Regions from separate parts of the Mus musculus genome. Here all the other regions are linked to region 1. A link is a contact called in public ChIA-PET and promoter capture Hi-C data. All regions are on one chromosome and are shown on one strand. Each heading gives the region's core, a stretch centred on a gene start, on an enhancer-like site or on the middle of the called end of the contact. The rest is flanking DNA. Distances are from core to core; before and after follow the strand shown. Region 1 holds the start of Usp8 (ubiquitin specific peptidase 8). Region 2 holds the start of Stard7 (START domain containing 7). Region 3 holds the start of Dusp2 (dual specificity phosphatase 2).

Region 1 (4,748 bases), core at 359-2,858:
AGTCACAAGCTATTCATTATTCATTCCTCACAGGCTTACATTACTACTGCAAGATCCGTGCAATGCCCAATATCTGGGCAAAAGAGCAGGAATATACATTTTAGGATCAACAGTGATACAGTGGCATAATTAAGTTATATACTAATTCATATTCTTAAATAAGCATACATACAGCCAACAGCACCTTAATTAGGCCAGTGCTCTATAGATGAGAAACTACCTAAATCCAACATGATTGACTTTCACCAGGGAGTCTTAAACAGAAAGAGTGAAATACTAAAAAAAAAGCAGATATCTTTAAAACAGAAACAAAAACCAAAAACTACCACCACCAACAATACACCGAGCCTGGCAGTGGTGGGCAGCACTCGGGAGGCAAAGGCAGGCAGAACTTTGAGATCAAGGGCAATCGTGGTTTAGAGTGAGTTCCATAATAGCTATGGCTGCACAGACAAACTGTCTCGAGAAAAAAAAGAAAGAAAGTAAGAAAAAAAGAAAGAGAATAAAGCCACCAAAACCAAAAAATAACACATGGAATTTTTAATGAAGTAGGATAATATACACAACTAAGAATACTCTAAGATTTAAAAAGAATACCCTTGCCAGGAGTGGTGCTTGATGCAGTTTTATCCATCTCTGGAGCCAAGGGAGGAAGGTTTCAGTGAGTTTGAGACAAGTCCTGTTTACATAGTAAGACCTTGTGGGTGGTGGCGGGGAACAACCAAGAATTACACCCTTTAGCTAGGCATCGTTTTGATCCGAAACCCTAGAGCTTTTTAATAAATATGAAACTCCTTAGATTCTGCAACACCTCTGTGAGTCACGTAAATATTTCTTGAATGACTGACTCAAGGTCATAGGCAGAAAGCAAGAACAAAACATAGGAACAGGGTCTGCAGCTTTGTGGGTAAAGGAATATCATTGTGATTTGGGGTTGACAACTCTCTCGGTACATCAGATGTGAAGGGAACTTGTCAGTGCCACAAGTCTACAAACGAAGAAACATTTTTAAGAAAAGAAAATGCCCTCTTTGAAGAAGTTTTAAGTGTGGTGAGTTTACTTAACTCAATTTTTGTACTTCACTGAAAACATGCGTGACCCGGGTAAAGGGGAATAGGGAAAACATGACAAATGGTCGTATTAAGGCCTGGGGTTGTAGGTAGCACAAAATGAGAAAAAAGGAAGCAAAAGGAAGGAGTCCAAAGTTGGGTCTAGTGTCCAACAGAAAGGAGAACTGGTCAAGGCCACCCTCTGAGACCGGCAAACTACATCAAACTCGCTGGGCACCGTAGGAGGGGGACGGGAGCGACCAAGAGTCGGGCCCTCCCTGGACCAGCCAGTTGTCTGGGGTTGTCCCACCCCTCCGCGGACAGGGCTCGTCTCCCGGATGACCAGCAGCTGGAGGACGCCTTCCCCAGGAACCGGGGCCGGAGCCAGGCCGCACTCACCGCAGCGCCCGCGCTCCGCTAACACCGGCCTCCTCGCCTGACGCCCATCGCCCACCACCAGAAGGAGAACGAGCCTTCGCTCTCAGACGCACGGCAGCGCAGCTCATCCCCTCTTCCCGATTCGCATTGCGTGGCGACGGGTCGCGTCTCGAAACGTCACGGCGAGGGCGGAGCTTCCAGTGAACCCTGTAACTCCGCCTTTCTGTCCCGTAGGGAGGGACATCAGGGCGGCCCTCTCCGGAAGGGTGAGCGCCGAACCGGCCTGAGCATGCGTCGGAAGGACAGTTTGAGCTGGTGCGGGACGGAAGCGCGCGTGCTGCGCTTCCGGTGTCCTCGCGCGTCTCTTTTCCGGGTGGAAGTCAGTTCAGATTGTGTCACATTGTGACTTGGAGCTGTCCACGGAGGAATCGAGGATATTTTGGCGCCTCTCAATAGTGCATTTTTCCCGTCAGATCGGACATTAGGGGGAAAATACGGGGAGAGGATTGATACCTTCTAAAACTTGGGAATAAACATTCTCCAAAGCCAAGCCTCTGGTTAAAGAACAGACGTGTTTGGAAAACACATTGCACAAACACCGTCAACATTTCCAAAAGGACCAGTCTTACAAAGCTGGGGTTTGAACTCTTTGGAGAGTTGTCTTGTGGAGAAAAGATGGGCTACTCGTGGACATAAAAATTGCTTAAGAGTGGAGTTGTTTTCCCTGGTCACTAAATCCGTTGGGACAGTCCAACTTTTTAATGCATGTCAAATCTAAAAGCACAGCTCTACTAAGTATATAAAATGAAAATACTTAGCAGATAGGCTGCCATTAAACGTTAAAGAGTAGTAAGCATCCAGTCTACCAACCTTTAAAATAAACCTTAGTTTCGTTTCCATTACAATTAGCTACATGCAAAGGTATTCTTGTGCTGGGCGGTGGTGGCACACGCCTTTAGTCCCAGCACTTGGGAGGCAGAGACAGACGGATTTCTGAGTTCGAGGCCAGCCTGGTCTACAGAGTGAGTTCCAGGACAGCCAGGGCTACACAGAGAAACCCTGTCTCGAAAAACCAAACCAACCAAACAAACAAAATCTTGCATTTCTCCTTTAAAAAATCAACACTAAATTATATACTATTTGTTCTCCCTAGACAAGTAAAGACTGGTGTGATTTGATACCGTGCAATGCTGGGAACTACTGGATAAAAGCCTCAAATGTTTTTTTTTTCCCCCTCATAATTAAGGAAGAAATTGTTTTTTTGAGGATGGATTATTTTAGGAAAATGTTTTTTCTCTGCTCAGCTTTGTGGAATTGAGTAAGGAAAGAAAAACTTAGAGCTGAATGTGAGAATAAGTATAAAACACATGGAGAACATTTTGGGGTGCTCTGACAATTGGAAGGAGGTAGGACTGAAAGGAAGAGAGACATCATTGGAGTGTATCAGTGAAAATTTTCTCTGAGCCCAACAAGATGCGTGAAGTCCTTACCAGGTAAACTTGGCAATCTGAGTTTGATTCCTGGAAAACACACACACACACACACACTCACGCACACACATGAGTTGTATACACACATGTGAGTTGTCCACACACACACACACACACACTCATGCACACTCACTCACACACGTGAGTTGTCCACACACACACATACTCACACACACGTGAGTTGTATACACACACACACACACACACACACACGAGTTGTCTTTTGATCTCCATGTGCTTCCCCTCCCAGAGAACAATATTTTTTTTTAATCTCTGAAGATGAGGTCCCAGAAACGCTTTTAACAAATACTGCTTTTTAATATTCACCTACAGTTTTTTAAACAATTTTATGTATTTATGCATGTGATGCCTTCTGAGGCCATGTTAGTTGTGAACCACCCAACATGGGTGCTGGGAGCTGAACCTTTGTCCCCTTGAAGAGCAGCAAGAGCTCTTAGCTCTTGAGCCATCTCTCCAACCCATACCTATAGTTATTTTATTTGCATTGATGTAATTCTGGTTCTATCTCGTCCCACTCCTAGCAAACAGAATTCTTCCTCCTTCACTAACATCTCAGCTGCTGATTTTGCTAGAAATCACAAATCATTTGCATGAGTTTCTGTGTAAATGGAGGAAGAAGTAGATGTGTGGGTCAACGGGTACCAAACATAAGGTACAAGAAATGGCAAGATAATCCCCAATTTGAGCCATGCAGTAAAAGCAGAAAGACTGAAGATATCTCCAGATTACTAATAAACATCCTGGGGTGAGATTTGAGCTTTTCAATACTTATGGAATGAGAAATCTTAACGAGGAGGGACAACTGGATGAAAATATGCTCCTTCAATTGTATTGTAGGACATGGGTATGTACAGGACAAAGCTGTCTAAACTGTGAAGCAGGAAAGAGTGGGTGTGCTGGAGGAATTGCAAGAAGTTGAACGTGAACCCATAAGTGAAAATCTCCAGACCCATGTGATGGCGTTGCAATCAAATAGGCATGACAAGAGCAGTGTATAAAGTCATCTGTTTGTATATGAGTAGCATACAGACTTTACATTTGGACTTGGAGTTCTATTTCCAAAATACTTCATTATATATGAAAATATTCCAAATAAAAAAAAATTAAAGCCCTGAAGTTCCTGTTGTCCCAACCACTCCAGATAAGAGATATGGTGGTTTTACAATTGGGCAATGTTATTAACTTTAACCTATAATGATACTTTAAGGAAGCATCTAAAAAAGATATTTTAAATTAAATATTTAATATTTATACATGTATATCATGTATGTGTTTGGATGGAATCCTTCCTTAAGATAGCACTAGACTATAATACACTATGTATTGTATTATATTATATTATATTATATTATAATATCTCTACAATTTATTTCCACTCATATGATTCATAACTGCTCCATTAGTTATTTTTTTTGTTGCTATGACAATCTCTAGGCTCCAAAGCAGCTGAGCAGTTCTGCTTCTGTGGCTCTTCTATCCACAGTATGCACAGCTTTTCTCATAGGCTCAGACCAGCTCCATTCCACACTTGTTGCTGTCCTTGGTGGTTGTTCCATGGCACTAACATCTTTAAAGTTCTGGCCTTTCCATTGCAAAAGGACTGCATTCACCAGTAACCTCCCCTAAGTTCTTGTCAGGGATCCTAAACACTGCCACACACTGTCAATCTTCAACTTCTTTCCATGCCCCTTCAATAATGCAACTAAATTTGGGCCTTCACTAATGGCTTCTCCTGGCCTTGGGTGCTCTCCATGTCTTCTTCTTGCTTTCAAAAACAGTGTTTCCTGGGAGACCCTTAACCACATTCCAA
Region 2 (4,926 bases), core at 1,664-4,163, 560 kb before region 1:
ACTCAGCGATCTTCCTGCCTCTGCCTCCTGAGTGTTTGGTTAAAGGCAAGCGCCACCACACCCAGCCTGTGAAATGTTCTTAAGCACCAAAAGGCTAGAAAGCAAAACTATAATCTTCTCACTACATGGAATGCGAAGCCCTTGAGAAGAACATACTCTGCAGTTCCAGCTTGACTGCACACACCTGCATCCTAGCTTCCTCTCCAACAAGAAACTACAGTGTAGTGGTACACAACTGAAATCCCAGCACTGAGGAGGCCAAGGCAGGAGAACTATAAGTTCAAGGCTAACCTGGGCAAATAATGGACAGGTCCTACCTCAAAAAATCTGAGGGGAGAGGGAGCACAAAATACTGAACAGAAAAGAACACTATGAATTACCAAACAGGGGTTGGGGATTTAGCCCAGTGGTAGAGCGCTTGCCTAGCAAGCACAAGGCCCTGGGTTCGGTCCTCAGCTCTGGGGGGGGGGAAAAATTACCAAACAGCTTTCATGCTTTAACGTTTGCGTACACAGGACTGCCTGTGATTATGACTTTAAAATGTTGTTTTAAAAAGTCTTCTTTTGCTGGAAGTGGTGGCGCATGCCTTTAATCCCAGCACCTGGGAGGCAGAGGCAGGTGGATTTCTGAGTTCGAGGCCAGCCTGGTCTACAGTGTGAGTTCCAGGACAGCCAGGGCTACACAGAGAAACCCTGTCTCGAAAAAACAAAAACAAACAAACAAACAAAAAAACTGAGAATAGAGTAATGTTTATATTGTGACCTATTTGCTATTAATATCCATATGGTAAGTTTCAAATTGTGCAATACTGATTTGAAAACTAGTCTCATGCTAGAAAAAATAATTGGGACTATCTTCCTAGTAAGAAAAATGGCGGGGCTGGTGAGATGGCTCAGTGGGTAAGAGCACCCGACTGCTCTTCTGAAGGTCCAGAGTTCAAATCCCAGCAACACATGGTGGCTCACAACCATCCCTAACAAGATCTGACTCCCTCTTCTGGTGTGTCTGAAGACAGCTACAGTGTACTTACATATAATAATAAATAAAACTTTAAAAAAAAAAAAAGAAAGAAAAATGGCTTTTAACAAGGTCGAGGGTGTTGAGGGTAGTATGGCCGCAGAAAAAAAAGAAGACTTTTTTTGTTGTTTTTTGTTTGTTTGTTTGTTTGTTTGTTTTTGGTACCACTGCCAGGCGTTGTTTGTTTTTCAATACAGGATTTCTCTGTGTAGTCCTGAAACTCTCTTTGTAGACCGGGCTGGCCTTGAACTCTGCCTCCTTCTACTTCCCAAAGGTATGAGGTAGGTAGGTTTAAGGTATGAGCCACCATGCTCAGCTCTGCTCTCATTTGTAACGTTAAGATCAAAAACAAAAAAAAGTAAAACAGGTTCTCTCCTTAAGAAATATCTAGAAGAAGCTGGTGTTGGTTACTGAAACTACGGTTTAGAATGGAGGGTGTTAGGTGGAGGGGTAAGGAGCACAATTTGAGACTGTTTAAAAGGAATATAGAAATGTAATGTAAAAGCACTTTCCTTTAAAGATTATCTATCTAAAAGTTATAAAGTCTCAGAACTACAGGTTAACAAAAATAAATCAATGCCAATGGGCTTTTCCACAGACAAAACATAATGGTACAGTATTCGAAGAGTTCTAAAACAGTAAAAACAAAACAAACAAACAAAAAAAACCTAACCTAACTCTTACTGGTTAGAATATCCAGGCCATTGCTTTGTGCAAACAGACAAAATCCCTCCCAGCTTCTTGAATGTGCCAAGACACAAGTCACAATGACAGTGGGCTGTCCGCGCAAAGCCCGAGTTCCATCTGGATCGCAGTCATTTTATAAATGGCATGCTACATCACACACACACACACACACACACACACACACACACACACACACCCTTGGGCTTATTTTAAGCCCTATTTTGAATTTGCACTTTTCTGGGTACACTGATTACCCGAAAAATCACCTGTATACCTCAGATATCTAATTTGGTTTTGGAGTATTTTCTTTAGTGTCATACTACCCATTCGAAGTCGTCTCTCTTGTGGTTATTTTTAACCTGACAAGTGGATTTAACAGGCATGGGGGCAGTAACACGGGGTGCTAAAATGGGTTCAATCTATTGCATCGTACTCAAAAGACCACTGGGCAAACTGGGCACTGTCAACAGCTCAAGCCCCAAGGTGCCCACCAACCTCCCGCCCAGGCCCACCCTTCTCTACGGAACAGGGACGCCAACTGCAGCCAAGAGGCTCACCTCTGCAACTCCTCCTCCTGGATTCTCTCCTCGTCCCATACGAAAACACCGGAGAGCGCCGCCATCAAAACAGAGGCATGGCCGGGGCGGCCTCGCAGCCGGCGCCAGAAGCGTCCGAGCAGGGCGCAGCGCGAGCTCTCGGAATACAGGCGGCCGTAGAGCTGCGCGATCTGCTGCGCTCGCCGCACGCGCAGGCCCGTCACGAAGCGGCACTGATTGGCCAGCGCGGACAGCAGGCCCCCGCCCCGCGCGCCCGCCAGCCAGGCGGCCAGGGTGGCCGGTGGCCTCCTCGGGAACATGTCGGCCTCTGTGGATTCCCGCGCCTGCCGCGGGGCCCCGGAGAGGAAGGGCTGGGGGAAGGCAGGCCGGGCCGTCCGCGCAGTCCCCTTAACGGGTTGACCCCGAGGCCACCTCACGCTCCAGAAGCCAGGAGCCGTCCCTCATGCCTTTTTGCAGAAGCGGCTGAGGTAGCGTGGCTTCCGAGGAGAGCGCCGTTGCACGAGGCCCTCTCGGTCCCGACAGCCCGCCCGTCTGTGTGTACGGCGGGAACTCGCGGGGCCCCCGCGGCCAGGGCGCGGGAAGCAAAGCGGTGGCCGTCCCAGGCCACAGCAGAAGCGGTCCCGTGCGCCTGTGTCCGCCTCTCGCGCCGAGTGCGCGCAACCTAACCTGTTTGTCCTGCCCGCACTCTGATTGGGCGCATCTCAGAACCCTGGGCGCTCATTGGCTAAGCCAAAGTGCTCCTCCGCCCTTGCTCCGGGCTGCCTGGTAGCAAGCTAGGTGGCGTGGCGGGAGGGCCTGTCAAGGGCGCCTGGAGAGTGACCCTCGGACCCGGCGGTGCAGCCATTTAGGGACGTCTCACCCGGTCCGGAGGAGAGGCACGGTCAGGTGCGGTGGCGTTCCGTTGTCCTGAGAGGCCCGGCCTGTTTCCCTGTTCTCTACAGTCCCGGGAGGGGCGGTGCACGCCCTACGTGACCCCGCACCTATCACAGCCCAGGGGCAGCTTCCTTGGTCCCCCTTGCCCTGATTCCCCGAGCCCTCCTAAGTATCTGCGGCAGGGACGCGGTTCTGGGTTCCGGCTCCGAGAGAGTACGGGTGGTCCATCCTTAGGGCCGAAGAACACCTTGCAGAGAACTCGAGGGCGGGTGACCCGTTGCTCTCTGAAAATGCGTTAGGCCTGAGCAGTCTCTGACTCGGAGGAGGCAACAAGGTAGGAGAGTAACCAGGTTTCCCAAAACCTGTCTGGCCACGTGTATGTAACCTAATGGTTACTACATGGAGTCTCAGGATACATCAGTATTCTAAGCCAGGGCCTGGTGGCTCATGTCTGTAATCCCAGCACTCCAGAGGCTGAGGCAGGAGCATTGCCAGCCTGAGCAACAGTGTGTCTCAAATAAATAAATAAATAAATAAATAAATAAAATTGCCAGCCTGAGCAACAGTGTGTCTCAAATAAATAAATAAATAAATAAATAAATAAATAAATAAAATTGCCAGCCTGAGCAACAGTGTGTCTCAAATAAATAAATAAATAAATAAATAAAAATTCTCTGTCCAGTTATAAGATGGAAATAATAGCTGCCCCTTAAGTGAAGAATCAGTCTGCCTCCATTTTAGTCTTAAAAGTCATCTTACAGATAGTAAAGACAAGCCAGTTCACTCCTTTTTATGATTAAACCTGTTTCTCAAGGATTGAGCTATGCCCCACCTATAACCTTAACCACAAATAGTTCTGTACTGTCTCTTCCTAGAATCGTAGTCATTTCTTTGTTTTTTAAAAGTTGTGTATAACCATCTTGCAACCCTACCTCTATTTCAAAAGGCTATACAACCACCTATGACTACCTTGTTAGGCCTACCTTGCAACCGTGCCTTTGTTTTAGGGACCCTTGTAAAACTAACTTGTTATGCTTACAGTGTGCCTCTGTGACCCGGCCCATTTTACCCACCAAATCCCCCGTTTGGAAACTCCCTACCACTGACCTATAAAAGCCTTGTCTTCCTCACATCCAAGGCTGATCTCTGGAACCCCACCTTAGAGGGAGGCAGCCCTCATACATGAATTAATTTAACCATGCTGATTTGGGTCAGTGGTCTTACTCTTCCCATGTTTGCTATTAACACAAGAAGCTTTACAGTAAATTCTTTCTTTCTTTTTTTTTTTTTTAACTTAAGAATCTTAGCAGGGCATGGTGGCACAAACCTAACCAGCACTCCAGAGGCAAAGGCAGATTGGCTCTCTGTGAGTATGAGGACAGTCTGGTGTACAAAGCAAGATCGTGAGCTTGGCCCTCAGCCGATGGGAAAAGACACAGCTACCATCTGAGTTAGAAGAAAAACCAAGTGCACTTCCTAGGTTGCCTTGTCTAGACACTTCAATTGGAGTGGCAGTCTTTTTCTTTTTGACCCTAAGCGTTTCTAACAAGGAGAACCTGCAGACAGCTCCCAAAGCAGTTTCTTCAAACAAGGAAACTGGGGCTGGGGAGGGGGACTTGTGCATAATTATACTGGAGAGACTTGCCATTCCATCTGGAGCTGGGCACATTCCTGCAGTGCCCACTCATGCCTTTTCACACAGAACGAGCTTTAAAATATCAGAGAGGTCTGGTGTGGTGGCTCCTGCCTGTAACCAACCCCAGCACTCAGGAGGACTGCTTCCTGTCCTCGG
Region 3 (5,100 bases), core at 1,751-4,250, 630 kb before region 1:
ACAGCTGCTGTGAGCCATGAATAGGTTAGTGGCTCTGATATGGCCAGCCCACTTGATGCCTGTGGTTACCACTAAGGCAGGCTGCCTGAAAACACGTTAAAGTCTGTGGGTGTGGGTGTGGGAGAGCTGGCCCCGCCCCTCACTGGCTCTTCCTCAGTTGATGGCTTCTGGTATGGAGAAAGGCTAAGAAAGACTCCTCCTCCTCCTCCCTGTGGGCCACTAAGAATTCAACCATGTTCCAGTGAATATATGGACAAAACAAAATGGACTTACCTTTTCCTTTTGGGGGGGCAGAACATCCTGGGGAGGGGAGGGAGCAGATGTGGGAAAACTGGGAGGTGAGCACAATCAGGGTGCTTGATGTGAGATTTCCAAATAATTCATTAAAAAAAAAAAACTGATACAATTCCTGAGGAAGGCTCAGAACAACCCTAGCTCTTGAGTGCTTTACCCAGAGCAGAGAAAATGGGCGCCAGGGGTAGGTTATGCACCCTTCATCCAGGGAGCCAGTGCCCTCTGATCTAAATGCCCTCAGTCAACACATACCTGCACACCACACACTAGGTAAATGTGGGGTCTGATCAGGGATGCACAGAGCCGCTGTGAGGCTGAGGCCGACCTCGGCCTTCCTAACCCTCCCAGTTCAACCACAGGCTAGAACCTGTATGGGAAAGAGCCCAGCCCAGGCCAGCCCAGGCCAGCCCAGGCCAGCCCAGGCCAGCCCAGGCCAAGGCAGACCACTCAGCCATCGCAGGCACAGACTTGAGACCAGACAATGTGGTACTGCTCTTTTTTAAACAAAACACTGTTTTTATTGACACAACCTCAATGTTCTATATAAATATAAAGTGCTGTTTCCAACGCCCCTCCCTGGCCCACAGGGCCGGGAGGAAGTTGGGGAGAGAGCGTTAAATGTCAGTTGAACACAAATAACTTTTCAGCACCAATTACAGCGAGATGCCCACACACACACACACAAAAGTCAGATGTCCGTAACATGACACACACGTCACTTCCTGGCTCCCCTGGGAGCACAAGGCTTAAGCTTTGGGTCAAGGGCTGCACACCCCTAGACATGGTTTCTGCTTGTCACAGCTTGTTTTCTGAGCCCTTGGGTGACCAAGGGCTTTAATATAGTAAATTAATTAATTAAATTAATTTCTGCAAGTCGAAGGAGGGAGAGCAAATAAGGGCCAGCCCTTATGCCACCTCAGAAGAGCACCATATCAGAGCAGCCGTCATCCTGGATTTCCTAGCACCCCAGTGGGACGGCAAGATGAGGAGGGAGGAGCTGGGCCACAGCAGCTTCCCCCAGGAGTCAGTCAAAGCCAGAGCTGTGGGTGGGGCCAGGCTGGGCTTTGCCTCAGTGACACAGCACCTGGGTCTCCAGCTGTAGCAGCTGCCCCATGAAACTGAAGTTGGGGGAGATGACTCCCCGACGTTGCTTAACAAAGTCAAAGGCCTCGTCCAGCCGTACCCGGTGGCTCTGAATCAGGTATGCCAGGCAGATGGTGGCTGAGCGAGAGATGCCAGCTTGGCAGTGCACCAGCACCCGGCCCCCACTATTCTTCACCGAGTCTGAAAAAGAAATGTGGAGCCGAGAGTCAGACAGGAAGGTGGACAGAGGAATCAGGTGCCTGTACCTTCTCCCCTACAGTTCCCACAGAACCCTGGGCTGAGGCTCCCCTACCTATGAAGCTGATAGCCTCCTGGAACCAGGCACTTATCTCCACCATCTGGTTATCTTCTACTGGAATGCTCTTGTAATGGAAAAGACCCTCAAAGTGGTTGGGGCAGCTGGCAGAGACATTGAGAACTGCTGTGATGCCGCAGGCCTGCAGGCCCTGAAGATCTGAGGAGTGGTTGCAGCTGCCCAAGTACAGGTAGGGCAAGATTTCCACAGGACCACCCTGGAGGAGGAAGGGGACGGTGGTGAGACCTCACTCAGCCTTGTGCTGGAGGGCTTGATCCAGACATCTTGGATTGGCTAGAAACAAGAGAAGCTCTAGGCCTTCTGACCAAGGACAGAATTAAAAGTCTTGAGGCCACAAGGGGACATATGTTCAGACACTTTGTGCCACATATGCCTTAAAGTCTGTATGAGGATATATACACGTTCACACCATTTGCAGGTCACACAAACACTCTCCACATCTGGGAATGTATATTGGAACACACCCCTGTCTTTCCCCACTGGCGTTCTCCAGAGGCATCCCTCTAGAATGCACAATGAAGACAACAAATTCGAATATCAACTCACCTGGTCATAGATCGGAACCCTCGGGTCAGAGTTGCTATTTTCGGCCCCAGCAGGAGGCAGGGCCTGGGCAGGAGCTTCAGAGCACAGATCCGGACAGTACGTCTGGAAGCTTTTGAAACCGCCTGTGGGAAAGACAAGAAAGGGTATGATTAGCCAAGAGGTCGGGAACGGGGCACGGAACGTGGGACAAGGGGCTAAGAGCGCGGGGCGCGGAACATGGGAGAAGGGGCGAAGGGCGCAGGGCGCGGGGCGCGGGCTCACCTCGCAAGAAGCACACGGTCGTGGGTCCCCCGCGCATCTCGTGCTGCAGTGCGGCTAGCAGCAGGTGAGCGGGGCCGTCCGGCGGGAGCTCGGCCACAGACGCGCTGCTTTCATCCAGCACCACGGCACGGGCCAGCTCCCCGCGGCCCAGGCGCGCCCGGAGTGCGCGGTCGGGCAACAGACAGGCGAGGGCAGCGGCGGGGGTGCCGCGCGCACGCCGCCGCAGCAGCGCGTTCCAGGGCACCGGTCGCGCGGCGCGCACGTGGCTCCGGCAGAAGGCCAGGAACGGGCGGCAGTCGAGCAGCAGCGTGCGCTCGGCCTCCCGCGGCTCCCGCAGCAGCGCGCCCAGCGCCGCGCACTCTAGCTCGCACGCCGTCTCCAGCCCCATGGCGATCGGCATCGCAAAGCCTCCTGCTTCCGGATGTCCTCTCCCTCGGCTCCGGCGGCGCGGTGTCTGTGTGGCGGGAGCTGACGGTTCTGGGGGCTCTTCGTCGAGCCCGGGCTTAAATACTCGAGGGCTGGCCCCTCGGGTCACCATACAAGGGTAGAGCAGGAAGGCGCCGGTGCCCGCCCCCGCGGCTTCACGTGGGACTCTGGCTGGGCCGCCCCCGGGGCTCCCTGAGCGGACAGGGGGTGGGTGGGGCGGGGCATCAGGGGGAGGGACACGCGGGGGAAGAAACTGGGAACCAGACCGTGACAAGTGTCGGCCTGGAGTCTAGAGGCCCCACCCACGTCTCTCCAGTGTATATGCCCCAGTGCTCCCCACTCTTTGCCAGGCTTCAAGCCACTAAGTGCTTAGGAACTCAGCTCTCAGCTGCACCGAGCCTTTGAGTTACTCAGGTCTTCAGCTTCCTCACTTTTCCCATTTTCTCCCAGGGTTTTCATTCTAGGAATTTCGATAGCAAAAATGGACAAATTACCTGTTGCTACCCATAATGATACACTATTAGGAAAGACACCAACCGTCAGGAAATTGTCCTATTCTCCCATGTCAGGCCCAGGCCCAGGTGGAGGAGTCCTGGAAAGCCAAAGCCCTGGGGCAGGGGCGGGGGTGGGGTGGGGTGGGAGGGGCTTTAATGGGGAAGGGGCGCAGGGGCCTGTGACGAGTTTCCTCTTATGACTGGGACAGTTTCTTTCCCCAGGGGCCCAGGGAAACCCCCAAGAGCCTAAAAAGAAGTAGTTCCCATGCCACAGGCCAGGGCTAAAGAGGAACTCTGTTGACGATGCTGGGCTCTCCCAGGGCATAGCCAGGCCTGGCGGGAATTTCAGGGGAAGAAGGACTATTCACAGAACCTGTTCCCTTCCGACCCCTTAGGAGCTACAAACCCCTCTGGGACAGGCCCTGGTCCCACACCAAACTGTAAGAATGAAAAACTGGGTAACTCACAGCCATTCTGTGCTCCCCCACTCAAGTGCCTGCCCGCCCCCCCCTCCCGGATGTGGTGAGGCCCAGCTGCACGTGGGCCCCCCGGGACACTCCTGCGTTGGGGGCGAGAAAGTTGGTAGGTGGCTGAACTGAAGCAGGCGGGTGGGGACAGTGTTCAGAACCCAGCCTCCCAAATCTTTATTGCCCTGAGCCAATCCTCTGCCTTTACTAAGACCCTTCCAGCATCCCTGCAGATCCTTTGTTTCTTGGAGGCCTGTGGCTAGAACCTGTGGGGACCCCTAACATAAGGTATGGTAGGTATATAGGTGCTCGAGCAAAATATTATGCCTTTCCTCTTGATTTGGGGAACTTGGGGCTTGTGGGGGATACAGAATGCCAGGGAGAGCTACGAGGACTCCTGGACCAGGAGTCATGGACTTGTGTCTCAGTGGCACGGTCATGCAAGTTGGTTCCAGGGCCACAGCCTGGGTCCCTTCCCACCAAGCCTGTCTGGAGGCTGATACAGCACAACTGGCAGCCCAGCCAGGGAGTCTGGACCATAGATCCCTGAAGCTGATAGGGGGCTCTTATCCTTGGCATCAGCCTCACAGATGACTTAATGGCTGATTCCAGGGACAAATTACAGAGCATGGAGGGGGACCATCATGTCTAGTCTTGCTGAACAGAGTCACCTGCCATGCCTGGAGCCACAGCCTTCCAGCTGTGGAGAAGAGGGGAGGCCCTGCTAGCTGAGGTCCCTGCAGCAGGAGTGAAATCAACTTAGCTTTGTGGGAAACTCCAGCCCCTGACTCCAGTGCTGAACTGAGCTGCTGGGCCCCCTGGCAGGGTGAGAGTGTGTCCCTCAGAGTCTGCTGGGTGCCTCAGTCTTTGCATATGAGCCAATGCGGATCTGTCACACATACACCCCAAAGCCACTGTCCTTGGCGTGGTACCCTTTTCAGCTCTGACAAACACAGATGAACTCAAAGAAGCCAAACTGAACCATAAAAGAGGAGCTTGCCTTCATCTTCTGCTGGAGTCCCAAATCAGGGGGAAACCCCCACCTTCAACACCTGATGAAAGTCCAAGGCTGGGGTAGAAGAGCCCACATCCCTCCCCAGCTCCTGTTCTGACTGAAGATCCCCACCCCCCAATGCCGCCACCAATGAGTCATCTGTAGGTTGTCTGCCACCCCTTGCTACCTCCTCAGGAC

The links. Promoter capture Hi-C pulls out the DNA fragments that hold promoters and counts their contacts. ChIA-PET counts read pairs in DNA pulled down with a chosen protein or histone mark.
Region 2: a promoter capture Hi-C map of erythroid cells shows a contact between it and region 1, with 7 times the contacts expected there. The contact joins the promoter of Stard7 here to the promoter of Usp8 in region 1. A contact is called at or near these places in 1 of 39 promoter capture datasets (erythroid cells) and 1 of 115 datasets of contacts at active chromatin or transcription factors (astrocytes).
Region 3: an RNA polymerase II ChIA-PET map of memory CD8 T cells shows a contact between it and region 1, with 30 read pairs. The contact joins the promoter of Dusp2 here to the promoter of Usp8 in region 1. A contact is called at or near these places in 4 of 39 promoter capture datasets (the C10 cell line, liver, pre-B cells and 1 more) and 2 of 115 datasets of contacts at active chromatin or transcription factors (effector CD8 T cells and memory CD8 T cells).

What each region holds. Positions count from the first base shown.
Region 1 is chr2:126,704,188-126,708,935 of GRCm38.p6, reverse strand. It overlaps Usp8 (ubiquitin specific peptidase 8), which reads right to left and starts at 1,608. Exons shown (of 19, transcript NM_019729.3): 1 at 1,449-1,608.
Region 2 is chr2:127,268,216-127,273,141 of GRCm38.p6, reverse strand. It overlaps Stard7 (START domain containing 7), which reads right to left and starts at 2,913. Exons shown (of 8, transcript NM_139308.2): 1 at 2,262-2,913. The coding sequence starts at 2,560.
Region 3 is chr2:127,334,059-127,339,158 of GRCm38.p6, reverse strand. It overlaps Dusp2 (dual specificity phosphatase 2), which reads right to left and starts at 3,000. Exons shown (of 4, transcript NM_010090.2): 1 at 2,522-3,000; 2 at 2,261-2,382; 3 at 1,691-1,910; 4 at 782-1,578. The coding sequence starts at 2,921. The coding sequence ends at 1,364. Gm46762 (a long non-coding RNA gene) reads left to right here and starts at 3,608. Exons shown (of 3, transcript XR_003953899.1): 1 at 3,608-5,100. It also overlaps a transcript of Astl not described here.